Regions from separate parts of the Gossypium hirsutum genome. Here region 2 is linked to region 1. The links are chromatin contacts, called in public Hi-C maps. All regions are on one chromosome and are shown on one strand. Each heading gives the region's core, a stretch centred on a gene start, on an enhancer-like site or on the middle of the called end of the contact. The rest is flanking DNA. Distances are from core to core; before and after follow the strand shown. Region 1 holds the start of LOC107950325 (pumilio homolog 2). Region 2 holds the start of LOC107950331 (E3 ubiquitin-protein ligase SDIR1-like).

Evidence for each region. Hi-C and Micro-C count contacts between places; a contact is called where the count stands out from the background.
Region 2: a contact with region 1 is called in a Hi-C map of leaf, with 2.7 times the contacts expected there. The contact joins the promoter of LOC107950331 here to the promoter of LOC107950325 in region 1. A contact is called at or near these places in 14 of 34 Hi-C or Micro-C datasets (callus, hypocotyl, leaf and 2 more).

The regions. Positions count from the first base shown.
Region 1 is chrD03:46,369,229-46,373,036 of Gossypium_hirsutum_v2.1, reverse strand. LOC107950325 (pumilio homolog 2) reads left to right here and starts at 1,788. Exons shown (of 10, transcript XM_016885145.2): 1 at 1,788-3,048; 2 at 3,051-3,133. The coding sequence starts at 2,487.
Region 2 is chrD03:46,507,427-46,511,234 of Gossypium_hirsutum_v2.1, reverse strand. LOC107950331 (E3 ubiquitin-protein ligase SDIR1-like) reads right to left here and starts at 1,621. Exons shown (of 9, transcript NM_001327570.1): 1 at 1,515-1,621; 2 at 117-273; 3 at 1-13. The coding sequence starts at 194.

The sequences.
Region 1 (3,808 bases), core at 539-3,038:
TAATAATTGTTTAAATTCTAATTATTTTTAAATGTGTAATTATCATGATTTCAAGTAAATGTATAATTATTACAATTTCTATTTTATTTAAATTTTTTAACTAATAATTCTAAAATAAATATTATAATTATTTTTAAATGTGAATTTAATAATATGATGAAAAATAAAGGGTATTCTTGTTAGTTCAAAAGTTGTTTCCTAACTCGTGCTTTTATATAGACTAGCTTCTAATGTCATATGTGTTCCATGCGATTTTATGCGTTTAATATTTAATTAATTTTAAAATATTGTACTTTTAATTGCAATAATTAATGCAAAATAATATTTCTTATTTGAATCATTCAATATAATTAAAATACATTAACTTATCAATTCAAATAATATAATTGAAAATTTTCAATAATAATTAAATCATTTTTAATATATTCAGTTTTACTTTATATAATTAATGCAAAATAACATTATTCAAATTTCAAAGTAATAACTAATTAACATAATTAATTCTAATATTAATTAAGTGATAATAAATACTAAAAATAGTAAAATATAATTATGACAACCTTTTTTTCCCTAATTCTATTTTAAAATTAGTACAACTTTTTTAATTAGTAATTTTAATTTAAATTCTAATTATTTTTAAAATTTTAATTATCAAAACTTTTATTTTATTTGTAATTTTTAACTAATAATTTTGAATTAAATATTATAATTATTTTAAAATGTGAATTTAGTGATATGATGAAAAATAAAGGATATTCTCATCTATTTAGAAGTTTTTCCAAATTTGTACTTTTATGTATAGATTATAGATTATAAATAGATTAGAGTTTAGATTTTTCCTTTCTAACTACAAGAAATCACGGTTTGAAAATAAAAATAAATAAATAATTGGTAAAGGTTACGATTAACCTATTAAAAATAGATTAATTATTCTTATAAAAGCAATAAATAAATTAATCATAAATTCATTAGATTAAAGTGTAACGGGTAAGTGATTGTTCAAAAATCGAATAAAAATTTATATAAATTGAAAATTTAAAACTTTAAACATTTTATCACTTTGCTATCTAATAGAAGTGTATTGAACTGCAAAAATCTCCTAAACCCAAGGGGAAGAAGAGCAAAAGATCTGTCAAAAAAAAGACAAATTCTAATTCTCTACTTTTTTTTCAAAATTTTAAATTTTAGTTCTAACACAAATAGTAGCCGGTAGTCTTGAAAATATATAGTTTAAAATTGATTAAATTGGGAAATAGAGAGTAAACCCATAACTCATACGTGAAACTAATAGTAGAATTTAATCTAACGATGTTATGATATTAAAATTCGAAAAACATAAAAACAAAAAAAATTAAATTAAAGCACAATAGTTAAATCTAAAGTTTTTAAAATCGAATTGGTGATCGAGATTCAATTGAATAAGTTATTAAAGAATATTAAAAATAAAAATTAAATTAAGAAAATCAATTCAACTTCTTATTTCGGACTAATATATCTATTGATTTTCAATTCAATTAAGACAGCAATGAAATCCATATTAAAAAAAAAAAACCAAAGTGAAAATAAAAGTAAGGAAAAGGGGTAGTTGAGATATTTAAGTAGATTAAAGGGCAGCTGTAGTTTCCTTGTTTTACTGAGGGGTACCAATGGGAATTGCCTTAAAGAACAGCATCGAATCTAGAGTGCTAACGTGTCAGTTACAGATTCCCATTTCTGGAACACGATGTAATCAAACATCATTATCTTTTGCTAAAATATGTTCTTTTTTTCCCTACATCAGTCGCTTATCACTTGGTCAATCGCCCCTGGTTTTTAGGACAAAAATAAAAATTAATCAATGATCTCATTTATTTTCCTCACTATTAAATTAACCCCAACCCCAAACCAAAATTAAATGGAATTCAGTTTTTCCCCCTACTCGGTCACTGTATTTAATCCTAACCTTCCTGAATTTGTGTAACAAAACCCTAGAAGGATTCTTGTAAGAACCAATCGCCGCCTCACTAAAGCTTTATTGATCTCTCAGCTTCTAATATAAAGCTTTCTCCTTTCCTAGCTCTTCTACTTAGTTTTAGCTCTATCTAACCCCCCTTTTTTTTATTTATAATTTATCTATGATGTTGATGGTTTTACTTGGAAAACATGGTGCTCTTATCTGTTCCTTTGATTAACTTTGTTCTATCAAACTTGAACAGTATATAAATTTGGGTATTTCTTAATTTTTGTCATCTTAGTTTTTATAATATTTAGCAGATGGGTCTTTGATGCTTTTGACTTATGATGTTAAGGTGATTAAATTTTTGATCTTTTGACTGTTTTGGTAACTTAAAGTTAGCATCTTGAAGCTTGTAAATATGGGTTTTAGGTGTATTAGTTTTAAAAAGTTTTGGCTTCCTAGGGTTTAGGGTCTGATTATTTGTTTAGGTAGTGATCGTTTCTTTTTATATTTCTGATTAAAGGGTAATGATCAATTAGGGTTTTTGAGAATGTTATCTGAATTGGGTAGGAGACCAATGATAGGAAGTGGTGAGGGATCATTTGGGGATGATTTGGAGAAGGAAATAGGGCTACTGCTCCGTGAACAGCGCAGTAGGCAAGATGCCGATGATCTCGAACGCGAGCTAAACTTGTATAGAAGTGGCTCTGCCCCTCCTACCGTGGAGGGTTCACTGAGTGCAGTTGGTGGGTTGTTTGGGGGTGGAGCTGCTACTGCAGCTGCCGGTAACCCTGCCTTCTCTGCTTTTGCTCAAGCTAAAAGTGGGAATAGTTTTATACCTGAAGAAGAGCTTAGGTCTGATCCGGCTTATCATTCATACTATTACTCGAATGTGAATCTCAATCCTAGGCTTCCACCTCCTTTGCTTTCCAAGGAGGATTGGAAGTTCGCGCAGAGGTTGAAGGGAGGGAGCTCAGTGGTAGGTGGGATTGGAGATAGGAGGAAATTGAATAGAGCTGATAATGGTAGCAATAGGTCGTTGTTTTCGATGCCACCAGGGTTTAATTCTAGGAAACAAGAGAACGAAGTAGAGGTAGAGAAAGTGCATAGCTCAGGGATTGGGGCGGTGATGGACTGATTGGTTTGCCTGGTATAGGACTTGGGAGCAAACAGAAAAGTCTCGCTGAAATTTTTCAGGTAATAACCAATTCTAGTTTAACATTTGTCATATGTTAAGGTTTTTGATTTTGTAATGGTAACAATTTGCTTACCCAGGACTGTCTCTTTATGGATTTTGTAGTGCCTTTTTTATCTCTTCTTGTTTATGTTTTGACATGTAGCATGCTTCATATCCTCAGGGTTAATGCTATTTGCTTAGTGACGCATGTGTTGCACAGTTATATCTGCAGTATGCCATGTGTCTCTGACAAATTTGTGGCCTTACTTCATTTCACTAAATTTTTATTGCTATTAAATATTTTCTCATTTATCTTTTATTGGTAAATGGTATGCTCATTCATGCTGTTGCATGGGCTTTATTAGTTTCATTGGAAATGTGACTTGGGAGTTGTAGGTAATTAACTTCAAGGCATGTAAATAGGACCACAGAAACCATAATAACATCATCCGTTTTATTTTTTATTTTTATGTATTCTTCAATAATGACAATTGTTTCTTTAGCATGCCTTTTTTAGAGATGTCTATATTTTAGTGGTCAATGCGGTTGCTCTTATAGTTTCTGTGTCAGTTCTTTTAAAGTCTACAGTTAGCATTCATCTTTGAGTTGCCTCAAAATTTGTCCTTTGCATGTACTCACAAATGATCATATGCATGAACAATAAATTTATTTGCCATTCTTGTCATTCCAAAGTA
Region 2 (3,808 bases), core at 372-2,871, 140 kb before region 1:
CTGCATGTATGCGCTGGAAAAAAAATTGTGCAAGAAAAGTTCAAGCCCCTTTATATAGGATGATAAAATCTGGCCAACCAAATGATAAGATGTACTCATATGGTTAAGCAAAATACCACAGCTGGACGTTCAGGAATAAATCCTGAAAACCCACTTTCAATATCCCCTCTAGTCCCTCGGAAAACAAAACTCATTGTTGCAAAAAACCAGAATTTCCACTTGTCTAGAAGGAGGCAGATGCGAACAACTTCTCCTCTTGAAAAATTTCAAATCCTATGATATTACAAATGTGAATCACAGTTACAAGCCATTCCAATAATAAAAAAGCATAGATAGCCAGTAAATCATGCTTTATTAAACTGAAATTTACTCAAAATATAACGATTGACATGGTCTATTATTAAGCTGAAACCACTTTCCTTGATAAGAAGGAAGTTGTAAAGCTGATAACACATCCTGATTACTTTAAATATAATTTTCTATATAGAATTCTTAGAAGAAGATGCAAACTAGTATTTAAATATAAATAATGAAATCAATTTTTGCAACACTTCTACTCGCAAGCTGACCATTTCTGAGCCAATGCTTTTCTGGAGGCTCAAATAGAATACTTTTTTTCCAGCATATAATTACAAAAATGCATCAACCTATCAACATGCTCTAAGCTCTCAAGGGGTCTGTGGTCATTACAAAACCAGAGATTTCATTATTGTTAATGCAGATCATGACAAGAAAACGTTATCAATCCCCAAACTCAAAAGCAAAAGCACTACAAAAGGAATTGGAATCCAACATGGGAAAAGAAATAAAAGATCATAAATTTCAGTGGGAACAAAGTCATTGTAAATTAGTAATCCCAAAAGGCCATTACAGATAAAAAAAATCAAGACCTAACCACCCAATTGACTGATTCAAATGACATTAAAGCCTAACAAAGATGACCCACGAATGAAATCCAACAAAGTTTAACACCAACATATCTCTATTTCTCAGTTCCCATATAAAGTAACTTAAAAAGCGAATGCACAGAATTGTTCATATATCGCAATGACATTTACCTTGCCAGTAGCACTATTATTATAGTAATTAAATTCTCTTTAAAGCCCCAACCACCCTCTAAACTAAAGTTAACAATAAATTATGCTAAGTAAGCCATACTTTACACATACTCAGAAGCAAAAGATTCAAAGTTTATGATTCAAATTCCTTTCCTTTTTAAATCTTTTGAACATTAATAAAATAAATCACATATAAAGACTGAATCAACCGCAAAATCGAGCAAAAGGAATAATAGAATTTTAAATATATTAACACAGAGGACCTACATTGCTCTATGTGAATCAATATCTCCAAAAAAAAAAATTCCACTTTCCAGGTTTTCGTTGAATGATGAGAAACCGAAAGGAAAAGAAAAAAGAAAAATCACCGGTTTCCACCGTTTTCTCAGAAAACAAACAGAATTCGATGCGAAGAACCAAAGAAAAGCCAGAAAATAAGTTTTAAAAAGAACTTACTCAAGAAAATTGAAGATCAATCGCTAAAAAGACAAAAGGCCGTCCTATTAATTGCAAAACACGAGCAATTTGAGAGAAAAAGAACATAAAACTTGCAAGAAATTCTTCTGCGCTCTTTTCCTTTGTCCGAAATGAAAATAGCAATTTATCTTTATTCATTTTTCATTTTTTTAAAATTTTTTTACGGAGAGAGAAAGCTCTAGAGAGTGACACGTGCACTTGGTTTGGATCTGATCGTTGCCACGTCTTGTTGACAGCGTGAATGACTTAATATCAGCCGTTGGATCTGTCATTTGTGGTTTGGAGCTTCGTCGCCAAATCAGCATCCATACTTCCAAATATCTGTATTCTTTTCTGAACAAATAATTTTATTTTTTTAGAAGGCATAATGAAAAAACTGTCTCAATTGATATGATTAAAATCACGATGTTTTAGAGACTAATGTTAAAATCTAACAAAGAAATTGGAAAATAAAACCACATCATGTAACAATTGGGAAGGTGCAGTGCAAACATCAGCAAGCTAAAGTTCACTATAAGTCGATGTATCATAGTATAAAGATTATTTTAGTCCATCTACCACTAAAACCAACATTTTAATCCACATATGTTTGAAAAGTCATTTTAGTCAATGACTTTGGCAATAAATAAAATATTAAATTAAATTTGAAATTTTACTTGTCATAAATCTCACATGTTTTCTTTTTACGAATTTTCGAGTGAGTACTTATGTACGTATTTAGAACAACACCCACTAGTCATGCCATTCATGAGTTAGAGACTATTGGAGAAGATCCAATTAGTTGAAAGCAAAGATTGAAGTTATGTGAGAATCCAAAATTAATCTCGAAGGATTCCATAAGGTCAACTTCGTCTGGACTTTTAGAGATTCTCCGACCAGTTTTTTGGGTAATCCAGGTGCCTAAATTGTAAAGCTTCAATTTATCTTTGAAACGGGTTTCGAATCATCAGATTTTAAGGCCTATAGCCATAAGCTCATTTTCATAAAACAATGCAATTCCTTATGGGAAGTTCAAGATTAATCGTTGGGTTCCATAGGGGTAACTTCAACCGGACTTATCAAAACATTCTGGCCACCTTTTAGTGTGATTCTTCTATTCAAATAGTAGATCTTCGAGCCTTATTTTCAACGTTTCTTGAATCACGAAAGTTCAAATTCTATATCCCTACAGACAATTTAAGTTTAATTGTAAATCAACTTCTCCAACTTGTGAAAATGGATCAAAACACATTTAAGTACTAGAGTATCGTGATGTATTGTTCTTAACTATCCAAGCGGATCAAAACATACTTGTATTTTTTTCAAACAAATTAGTTTAAATAAATTTTCATTGAATACATTAATAGTCTTTGTATATTGTCTTCAACGATTTTGCACGTAAAGCAAAATGGAAGCAAATATTGGCTCGCTGGTTATCTAACGTTTAACTACTACTAAGCGGTATTACGTGGTCAAATCGTAATATGGAAAAACAACTTGTATTAGTAGATAAATCTAAACATGTCTTTAGTCTAATAAAAAATGAGCAAACCGATTAAATACTAACATGTCGGCTATCAAGTCCAAATAATGGCGTGCTTTGTTTTGAGCATTGAAGCGGATGACCCTAGAAGATAAAGACATAGATGTGACTGACTGGACTAACAATACATCGGACAGGACCCAAGTAGAATAGATCTTGCACCTATTTATATATTTATTCACTTGTGACGTTCGTAGTGTGACATACCTTAATCCTGAATGAATGATGAAATATGTATGTGTGACTCGTATACTTTGATGTAAGTAAAAGCCTGAATTCAAATAGATAATGAATCGAAAGTTGATGCGTTGGGTATATGACTTCTGCAGTATGTAGCATCATTCACAATAGTGTTCATAACCCAAGAAATGGGTAAATGATGTCCTCTCATTAGCATTATATGGTAGATGAAAAGTAAACGTGGTCACAGGTCGTTTTTCTTTGTGGCGAATGACTTAATTACTATTTGATAGTAATTGACTTTTCAAAAAAGAAATGGTAATGATTGCCATAAGATAAAATAGAATCATATTGAGAGAATAAATTTATCCCAAAGAGATTAAGGATATCCTATGAAGGTAACACACTTAAGACAAGGTAATTGAATGAGCACTTATTAAATAGTTTTCGTACTGATATGTAATTAGGGAGAATTCAGCCACGATACTATAGTGAAATGACTTCATGACTAAATAAGTTTATAATTAATAGGCGAAAAGCTAAAACTTAATTATTAATTATTTGAGCCCTA